Regions from separate parts of the Macaca mulatta genome. Here region 1 is linked to region 2. A link is a contact called in public Hi-C data. All regions are on one chromosome and are shown on one strand. Each heading gives the region's core, a stretch centred on a gene start, on an enhancer-like site or on the middle of the called end of the contact. The rest is flanking DNA. Distances are from core to core; before and after follow the strand shown.

The links. Hi-C and Micro-C count contacts between places; a contact is called where the count stands out from the background.
Region 1: a Hi-C map of liver shows a contact between it and region 2, with 5 times the contacts expected there. The contact joins the promoter of BRIX1 here to the promoter of TARS1 in region 2. A contact is called at or near these places in 2 of 14 Hi-C or Micro-C datasets (fetal cortex germinal zone and liver).

Annotation. Positions count from the first base shown.
Region 1 is chr6:35,974,966-35,980,019 of T2T-MMU8v2.0, reverse strand. BRIX1 (biogenesis of ribosomes BRX1) reads right to left here and starts at 2,903. Exons shown (of 10, transcript NM_001261247.1): 1 at 2,719-2,903; 2 at 197-308. The coding sequence starts at 2,877. It overlaps RAD1 (RAD1 checkpoint DNA exonuclease), which reads left to right and starts at 3,097. Exons shown (of 6, transcript NM_001261160.1): 1 at 3,097-3,200; 2 at 3,644-3,921; 3 at 5,053-5,054. The coding sequence starts at 3,724.
Region 2 is chr6:34,816,591-34,821,744 of T2T-MMU8v2.0, reverse strand. TARS1 (threonyl-tRNA synthetase 1) reads right to left here and starts at 1,409. Exons shown (of 19, transcript XM_028849367.2): 1 at 1,242-1,409. The coding sequence starts at 1,298. It overlaps LOC106998703 (a long non-coding RNA gene), which reads left to right and starts at 1,753. Exons shown (of 2, transcript XR_001445238.3): 1 at 1,753-1,858.

The sequences.
Region 1 (5,054 bases), core at 1,654-4,153, 1.2 Mb before region 2:
AAGAAACTACCTAATGAAGTCTAAAGAATTTCTTACAAAATGTTAACTAGAAAAATTGTGGCACTTGAAAAGATAAAAGGTATTGTGTTTTTTTCGTGAAAACACTGAACAAATGAAGAATATATAAAATAAGTGAAAACATAAAAATAGCTAAGTTTATAGACAGAAATTTCTAAAGTATATGATACAAAGGCACCTGCTTTAGAATGAGGCATCAACATTCTCAAGTCCTGCATTAAATGTCTTGTCCTGAAATTTATTCCTCTGGAAGAAAAGATGAGAATCCGTTCCTTATTTTTCCACTTGCCCTAAAGAAAAAGAAAATGTTAAAAAGATTTTAAAATCTCATACTGAACTGACCTTGTTTTGTGACAGGGTCTCACACTGTTGTCCAGACTGAAGTGCAGTGATGCATGCTCACAGCTCACTGCAGTTTCAAGTTCCTGGGCTCAAGTGATCCTCCCACCTCAGCATCTGCAGTAGCTGGATACTACAGATATGTGCCACCATGCCCAGTTAGTATTTTTTTTCTTTTGTAGAGACAGGAGTCTCCCTATGTTGCCCAGGCTGGTCTCCAACACCTGGGCTCAAGCGGCTTGGCCTCCCAAAGTGCTGGGATTATAGGTGAGAACCACTGCACCTGGCCCTGTTTGTTTTTTAAGAGCTTCCAGGTAGCAAGTCAAACCATCCTGACTCCTTTAATTTCATCTCTCACCAACATTCACTGACCACATCTGCCACCCAGAAATGCCCTCCTTGGTTTCTTGTTTTTCATCTTCAATCTCTCCAATTCCTCCTCCCAACCCTGAAAGTTCTTTCTTAGCCCTCTTTTATTTCTGTGCTCTCCATGCAGAGGTCTCATAATAATTTCTCACAATTCTTAATCCTTTCTTATTCACACTGCACTTAAGAGTCTTATATTAACTGCAAAACTCCTAAATGGCTAACTTTCTCAGACATGAAGAACACCTCCAACGGATATGGTTGACTAGCTCTTTCAAGTTTACTCTTTTTTTTTTTTTTGAGATGGAGTCTCACTCTGTCACCCAGGCTGGAGGGCAGTGGCGCAATCTCCACCTCCCGGGTTCAAACGACTCTCCTGCCTCAGCCTCCTGAGTAGCTGGGGTTATGGGTGCCCACCACTGCACCTGGCTGATTTTTTTTTTGTAGTTTTAGTAGAGACAGGGTTTCACCATCTTGGCCAGGCTGGTCTTGAACTCCTGACCTAGTGATCCATCCTCCTTGGCCTCCCAAAATGCTGGGATTACAGGCGTGAGCCACCGCGCCCGGCCATTTTTAAAGTAATACTTCAGTCACATCCTTACTTCCCAGAGTTTTCTAAACAAAGTTCAAACGACATAGCTTCGACACTGAATTGTAAAATACATTTTCATTTTTACATCATTATTGCCCCAAATGAAGCCTAATGCAATCCAATCTGGCTCTATTTTTTACATTTTTCAGCATTTCCCTACTTCAAAGTCTTTTGAATGTCAAAATTCTACACTTCTTCTGATATGCAGCTTAAAGACTAAATCCTTCATGATTCTTTATCTTATTATACTAGGGTAAACGTAATCTCCATCTCTTGCATTTCCATAGAATGTATCAAAGTATAGCTCAGATTATGGATACTATCTAGCTCCTTAAGGGAAGAGTGAGAACACTAACATTTATTGGAAGTGTACAAGCCCAGCTTATTTTTCATAAAAAGTAAATATTCTCTCCCCCCTCCCCGGCCCCAATCTGCAGGTCAGAAAAGAGCGCAGAAAAGAGCGGGGCTAGAATTTACACTTATCTTTTATTCCTCAGAGCTCACACTCCTTTCCTAGAGCTTGCCATCACACCACACGGGGTCATTGACTTAACACCTACTGCGTGCTAGACTACTCTGCTAAGTGCGGAGGACGCAGAAATTAATGTCAAAGATAATCCTTGCCTTCACAGTATTCTGTCTAGCTTAAGATGAGTTCTCAGTTGAAGGAAATCTAGCTAATTCCAACTAACGTGCACTTCTTTTGAATAAAAACCATCAACTTATTTGAATTCTTAAGTTTCCTCCTAAACTCCAACATTTCAGGAGGAAGGGGTCACATGCTAGTCACCTTTGCAATCTCAAACCCAAAGGATGCCTAACTTGGTCAAATGCATGGCACATTCAATGTCTGTTGAATACAAGTAAAGCTCATAGTACCTAGCCTATTTTTCATTATCCCTTGAGTTGAAAACTGGTTAACAAATCAGAGTCACAGTCCTAAGGGCAACAACTTTTTAAAGGCTCACCTAACAAACTGTAGGATCCCTGACTGAGAGTGGCTGACTATGGCAGTATATGGGCATACTAATCACTGGAAGAAATACTCAACAGCGAGAAATAGCCAAGGAAAAGCCCTACTTTTCAAAAATATTTAAAAAACAAAACAAAACAAAACAACTCAACAACTACGAAGACAAAACGCTAGATCTGAGCACCCTGTAAGTCGCTTTCCCGTGGGCCGGGTAAAGATTTTAAAACCCGCCGCCTCCAGGAGGGCGGACACGTGCACAAGGATTAGCTGAAAACTCGGTGCCCAGTCTGGCTGGGAGGATTGCTAAAATCGACCTACCGTTAACACTCTGGCTACTCTGAAATTAGCAGAGCTGTAGTCAAGTAAGTAACCCAAGAAAAGGCGCACAGAGCCGCCGCCGCCGGTGTAGCCCGGGGGCATCCCCTTCTACCTTGCAAACGGGGCCTGGGATCCGGTCCCTCTCTTCTTCCTCCACCTCCTCTGCGGTGGTGTGCCGCTTAGTTGGCGGCGCGGCATCTTTTTCGTTTCTTTTTGGCTTCTTCGCCTGCACTGCCAAGCCTCCACGCCGTTTCCTCTTGGTTGCCGCCATCTTGCCTTACTGCCTGCGCTCTTGGCCTGTTTTCCGGCGTTGCCTCTCGCTCCTCTTTCCGATCTCTATGGTTCGGTGGCTCTAAGCGCTCAGCTACGCGGTTGTCCTCCAGGTCTGCGGTGTCTCCTTCCGGTCTCAGTGGCGCTGCACGCGCGGCTCTCTAGGCCTCCTTCAGCTCTGTGGTGACGGTGGCGGAAGTGGAGGGCAGGTCTGAAGAGTGGCGGGACCGGCTCCACTTCCTACGCGATTTCTCAGAGCTGTCTAGCTCCTCCTCAGGGACTTTCCTGGGAAGGTCTCTCGGGCGTCCAGACCCCACCGCAAAGGTAGGGTGTCCGCACTCGGGGACCCCGAGACTAATAAGCGATGCTGTCCCGCGGGCGGGCTGGTGAATGGGCTTGTGTGGGACTCTTGGGGGATCTTCTGGACACTCTGGGCGCTCCCCTCCATCGCCTGTTCTGTTGGAAGCGAGGCTGGTGCCGCGGTCGGATTCATAGCTCCTGTTTGTTTGGCCGGGAGAAGCTGGCCCCAAGCGGAGATACCGTGTCAGTTGCGTGTCTTCATTCTTCACAACTTTTCACGTTATTGTCCTCTTACAGAGACGAGGAAATAGTAACTTAATTTTCCCGCAAAATTACAAAGACAATTAAGTGACATAGGTGGGGTTCGGCCTGGTCAGCTGAGTTCAGCCGCCCAGCCCCCGTCCACCTCTCAGCGCAGGTGGAGCTCGCCAGACCTCGCCTGCACTGATGTGAGTTTTATTGTCCAGTCCCTTCAGGTGTTTCGCGATTCGCGGAGCAGGTGTTGGCCCCAGGAGCATTTCCCTCCGGGCCGAATGCGCAGTGGACTATGCCCCTTCTGACCCAGCAGATCCAAGATGAGGATGATCAGTACAGCCTTGTGGCCAGCCTTGACAACGTTAGGAATCTCTCCACTATTTTGAAAGCTATTCATTTCCGAGAGCATGCCACGTGTTTCGCAACTAAAAATGGTATCAAAGTAACAGTGGAAAATGCAAAGTGTGTGCAAGCAAATGCTTTTATTCAGGTATGGAAGTAGGCGCCTTTAAGCCTGTGCCATAGATATTCTAAATGCAATTTAATGAAATCCGAAGGTTTTAGTAGACATAATAAATAACTTAATACTCATAATAACTTAATAGTCAATAGTCATAATAAATAATAGATAAATAACTTAATAGTCTTACGTTAGAGAACAAACGTCATTACTTGAATTTTTTTTTTCTCTCCCGGTAACAAATTCTTTTCCCATCTTGTTTTACAGAGATAATGGTTAGTAATGACTAAAGTTTATTAAACTAGACTATCGGCTAGGCTACAGTCTTCTTAGTGTTTAACTTATTTAATTTTAACAATAGTCCTATAAGACAGGTTCTATTGTTATTCCCGTTTTATATATGTGGAAACGAGGCACAATTTTAAGTGATTTGCCAACAGTCCCACAGCTGGTAAGTGGCTGAATTGGGATAAGAACCCTGAACATTTGTTTCCAGAATATCTGCTCTTTTTACCACTGCGATACTACCACCTTGCTGTTACTAAAGAGTATTTTTTCCCTTTACTGGTTGTAATAGAATTTTTGTTCTTCCAAAGTAATATTTGTATGGTTCAGATAGGATTGCAAATTCAACTAAGCATTTTTTTTAACACGTAAGTGCACAGCATGACCTCAGGGATAGAGAGGTAAATAAGACATGGTTCTCGTCCTCGTGCGGCAACATGGTATAGTGGCTCACACCTGTATTTCCAGCTGCTCAGGAGACTGAGGCTGAGGCACGAAGATCGCTTGAACTCAGGCATTAAAGACCAGCCTGAGTAACCGTAGTGAGACCCCCGAATCAATAAAAAATAATAATAAAAGTTGTAACTAATATTGCTCATGCATTATCAAGTCATCCGTCTGTTTTCCAAGTGACCTTAGCAGTAGTGATACGCACAAAAACGAGATAAGGGAGAGTCCCAGAGGGATAGTTTTAGATCCAGGAATGGATATAAGGATGCTTCAAAGGATGTCTCTAAGATGTTTTGATTGCTAATCAGAAATTATTCTCATGGGATTAGCACAGTATTGTATTTTTTAAACATATAAAGTGAAATCTAGGACCTTGTATATTTTCATTCTTTTACATAACAATTTTCATTTTTACTTTTTCCGTAGGC
Region 2 (5,154 bases), core at 160-2,659:
CAATTAAGAATAGTACAGGAGAATATTTATGGACATGGAAAGCTGTTGACCACATCCTATTAAGCAAAAAAAAAAAAGTTACAAAATAGTAAAAATACCATTTTATGTGAACAAAAAACTATGTATTGTCACCATTTATCATCTAGAACTAAATTTACTTGGTTTAGAATGTGCTCCATTCAATTCCGAGTAGACAACCAAGAAAAAGTTTTGGCTTTTAAGTGACTTGTCCTGTCACAGACTTGGGATAGAGGCTCCCTTAGCTCAAGATGCCACCACTTCTCACTTGGACTATTACAACAGTTTTCTGCATGTGGCCTCACCTTCTACCCCAATGCCAGCGTGACTTTTACAAATTCAATCTTCCTGCTTAAGATCCTTCATGTATAGAATACAAGTAGCAAACATCCTTGTTGCCTAAGATCTTTCTGACTGCTGTTCCTTTAACCCTTCTGGCATATCTCTTGCAAACAACCCGAAAGACAATTCACCTGCGTGCCCCTTTTCACTGCCTTCCCTACCTTTATGTGGGAAGCCCCGTTCTGCCTGTTTTCCTGGTGAAATCATTCTTCCAAACTCAATTCGAAAGAGCCCTCCTAAGCTTCCTCTTCTGTAATACCACACAGCTGATCACAAAGCACTAGGGCTGTTCTCCTGTCTCTTACACATCAGCCTGTGAGGCCCTCAAAGTCGGGGAACTGGGCCCTACTCATCTTCCCACCTCCACCGCCCAGCTCAGTGCCGGGCAAAATGTATACTTAACCACCCAAACCTGGACAAGTTGGGTCAGATCTCAGGGACTCGGTTTTCCTTTCCTCAAAATGGAGCTCTTTACCCCCGCAGGATCTTAGGAGATTGATTAAATAAGGCTCTGCAATATGTTTCCCGCTTACAGTAAGCCACAAACCCGAGTTTGGAAGCCCCAAGCCTAAGATTCTGATTCTGTCTCCGCGTCTAACTACTGTAGATGTGAGGCTCTGAACAAGTCGCTCAATCAAGGTCTGTTTCCTCATTTGTAAAGAGAATGGACCCAGAGATGAACTGCAAGGCCCCACCCTAATTTATGAATGGACGGTTCCCAAAGGGGGTTCCGACTTTCCATGAGTCCCACCGTCCCCCACTCCTCCGACCCACGCGGTACCGGCCGCTTCCTGCTTCCTGACCCCTGCCCCCGCCGCGAGGGAGCGTCTGCACCCACGAGAGTCCCAGGCTGGTCTCTGGGTCCCACCAGGTCTGCTCACCGGCTTCTCCTCGCCTCCCATCTTCCCTGAAGGACTGCTGGCTTTCTCCTCAAACATTGGCGAACGACGAAGCGATCAGAGAACCCGAAAGCGACGGCCTAGAGGAGAAGAGCAAAGAGGCGGGTCGCAGGTGGGCTAGGGCCCGGGAACACTGCGCTTGCGCCACTTGGCCTCCACTGGACCAGCTGATGCAATCGACAGGCGCCCTAACCCCGCCCCCAACTTGCGGCGGAAGGGGCAGCCAATGGATAACGGGAGAAGACGGGCCCTGCCTCCTCTAAGCCAATGGAAAATCTTTTTGGATGACAGAGCCCTTCTAGGAAATCAGGTTGTGGCGGGTGAGGAGGAGCTACAGGCCTACTCTCCGCAGACCTTGGTCTGGACGCTTTTCAGAGTCAAGTCCCCAATGCGCTTGCGCCTTCCTCCCTTCTGCCTTTATGTCGCACAATCATGGACCTTCCCGGACACCGTAGATAATAAGTCGGTCTTGGCATAAACTTCGGCGACCTGGATACCATCTTCGACACTGGAACAAATCCAGGGATGGAGTCCGGGATTTCCTGCGGCTTCGGCGCTTTCTGACCTGGCGCGACTGCCGACTTCTCGGCACTACTCAGGTCTCTGGCTCCCTGTCTGTAGTGGTGAATCGAGCCTTCCTCATGGCAGTCCAGGCTCCCCAAGCCCCGAGTCCTAGTGATCGGGGACAAACCCTTCCTTGAACATTCTTCACTGCTAGCCGCTGCTGATCTGTACTGCCTGGGGGAGCATTTCTATAGCGCCCGCAAAAATACAATAAAGCTCACCCAAGGAAATAACCATGGATTTTCACTCCTAGGTGTGTTTGGAATCGACTGGGCTTTTAAAATTTGTGTTAGTAGGCAATTTAAAACAATTACTTATTTGAAATCAGAAGCGCAATGGGCACAACTTCACGTACGTACTCCATCACCACGTTTTGTGGATTTTTCTTTTTAAACATCAGTTCTGTTCTCTACAACTCTCTGCCTTCAGGGAACAAGGGGTTAAGAGAAGCTGCTAGAAACAATGTTACATAGCAGTTAAATATAATTGTTAACCTATAATTTTCTGCATCTAGCAAACTCAGTAATCTTGAGCTCTCTGGTTTTCATTATACTTAGTTAAAATTAAGATACAATTCAGGCAAACGTGTCTAATGAGCATAATTAAATTGTTTTACATTAGAAGGTAAGAGTAGATCCCGTTGATTCTCATTCTAATTTAAATGTGGGGAGTTAGTTTGGTCTATCTAAGCCTATTAAAATTGAATATAACTCCTGGAACATCAAGCACTACTAATAATCTAGTCTCATTATAAACTTTCTTCTAGGTCTAGTTAGTAAATGGGTTTTGACTTCTTTTATAATACAAATTAAGAGGTAATTTTGCAAACCTTGATTGAAAAATTAAGCAAGTTTTGTCTCAACACTCGACATTTATTGAACATCTGCTGTGTGATAGGTTTACATCTTCCAGGTGCTGGCAAAAATACACAAAGTGTGCTTTCGTGAAGTTTTCAATCAAGGAGATAAAATACATTTTTTAAAAACTGTAAACTTGCAAGGTAGGAGGAGAGCTTAAGCTCAGGAGTTCAAGACGAGTCTGGGTAACATAGTGAGACCTCGTGTCTACTAAAAATTAAAAATATATATATATTAGCCAAGCATGGTGATGTGCACCTGTAGTCCCAGCTATTCAGGAGGCTGAGGCGAGGGGATCACTTGAACCTGGGAGATCAAGGCTGCAGTGAGCTATGATCACATCACTGTACTCCAGCCTGGGCAACACAGCAAGACTGTCTCAAATAAATAGATAAAATAAAAAATTAAAAAATTAACTGGGTTTGGTGGTGTGCGCCTGCAGTCCTACCTACTTGGGAGGCTGAGGCAGAAGGACTGCTTGAGTCCAGGAGTTTGAGTCTGTAGTGAGCTATGATTTTGCCACTGCACTCCAGCCTGGGTAATGGAGTAAGACCTCATCTCAAAGAAAAAAGAAAAGAAAACGACTGTTACTGAAATCAAAGTGTCAGCGACAGAGCAGTAAAAAAATATAGATAGATAGATAGATAGATAGATAGATAGATAGATAGATAGAGATAGATAGATATAGTAAACTTGCTTAGCTCTAAATACACACATAGTGAAAGAACAAGTTGAACCAGTAAGTTCTACCAAGAACTGCATGAAACTACCAGCACATACTATTGTAAATGCCAAGAGGAGAGGTCCCCTTAGCCCTCTGAAGTTTGGCTGAAAATCACTGACATGAGGTAAATTAATAGAAAAAACATACAAATTTACTTAACATGTATACACAGGAAGAATCACAGCATGATTACCCAACCCTCAGAGGGCTTCAGAAACTTGTGTATACAATCCCAGAGACACAGGTTATGGTAGGGAGAAGAGGAATTCTGTTGAGAGGATTACAAGGGAGAAACAGTCCTCATTTAAGGATGGCAAAAAGAAAAAGCAGAAGGCATTTCTAACAGGTTGACTGTGGTGCAGGAACATAGGGGAAGCTGTAACGGAGTTGCTAGTGTGGGAATCTCGCAGAGGTATCCCTGTAGCACAGTGCCCTCTGGTGTTAGGAAGATTTTTTTTTACTATGTGTGTATTTAGAGCTAAGCAAAGATCGCGGGAGCCTCCAGCACATCTCAGACCTAAAGCACAAAACACGGTTATGCAACTTTTGTGTATTTGCCAACAAAAAAGAAACTTCTGATTTATTCTCAGTGTTATAATTTATGCCCACTGTATTAGCCCATTCTCTGCTATGAAGAAATACCTGAGACTGGGTAATTTATAAAGGAAAGATGTTGAATTGACTCACAGTTCTGCGTGGCTGGGGAAGCATCAGGAAATTTACAATCATAGCAGAAGGTACCTCTTCACAGAGCAGCAGGAGAGAGAATGAGTACCAGCAGGGAAAATGCCAGACACTTATAAAACCATTAGATCTCATGAGACTCACTCATTATCACGAGAACAACATGGGGAAACTGCCCCATGATCCAATTACCTCCACCTAGTCCCACCCTTGACACATGGGGATTATGGTGATTACAATTCAAGATGAGATTTTTGGTAGGGACACAGCCAAACTGTATCACCCACTACCCTACATACTTTAAAATTTTTTTACATTAATTTATTATTTTTATTTTTATTTGTAGAGACAGGGTCTTGCTTTGTTGCCTAGCTGGTCTCAAACTCCTGGCCTCAAATGATCCTCTCACCTTGGCCTCTCGTGCTGGGATTACAGGTGTGAACCACCACACTGGCCTCCTACATACTTTTTAGGAAAGTGGTTGTCAATAGCTCTGCCGTGAGAGGTGAATCAAAATTCTGTGATATGCTACAAATAGTGTTACAAATAGTAGAAGTTTGTACATAACCATCTCTCTATCGGTTCAGGGGCAAAACAGTCTTCTTCATTATCAATCCTTAATTACTCATTTGAATAATTTTTGCTTCTGGTTCCTACAACCTTGGGCTGGATGGTTTTGAAGAAACTAGTCCCTGAGGGAAGAATGCTTCTATCAGGGAGCACAGTCATGGTTCTGATCAGTTGGCCTAAGAGTACACCCTATGTGGGGCTTCACGTACTGCTGCACTCACAGGCAGAATTGGGGGTTGTTTTTCTGGCCAAAGTGATTGATCCTCATTACAAAGGGACAAATGGTTTCTTCTACCTAAAGGACAACTTTGTCAAGAAGGAGATTTTTTTTGTAGAGACAGGGTCTTGCTTTGTTGCCCAGCTGGTCTCAAACTCCTGGCCTCAAATGATCCTGTCACCTTGGCCTCTCGTGCTGGGATTACAGGTGTAAACCACCACACTGGCCTTGTACATACTTTTTAGGAAAGTGGTTGTCAATAACTCTGCCATGATTGAG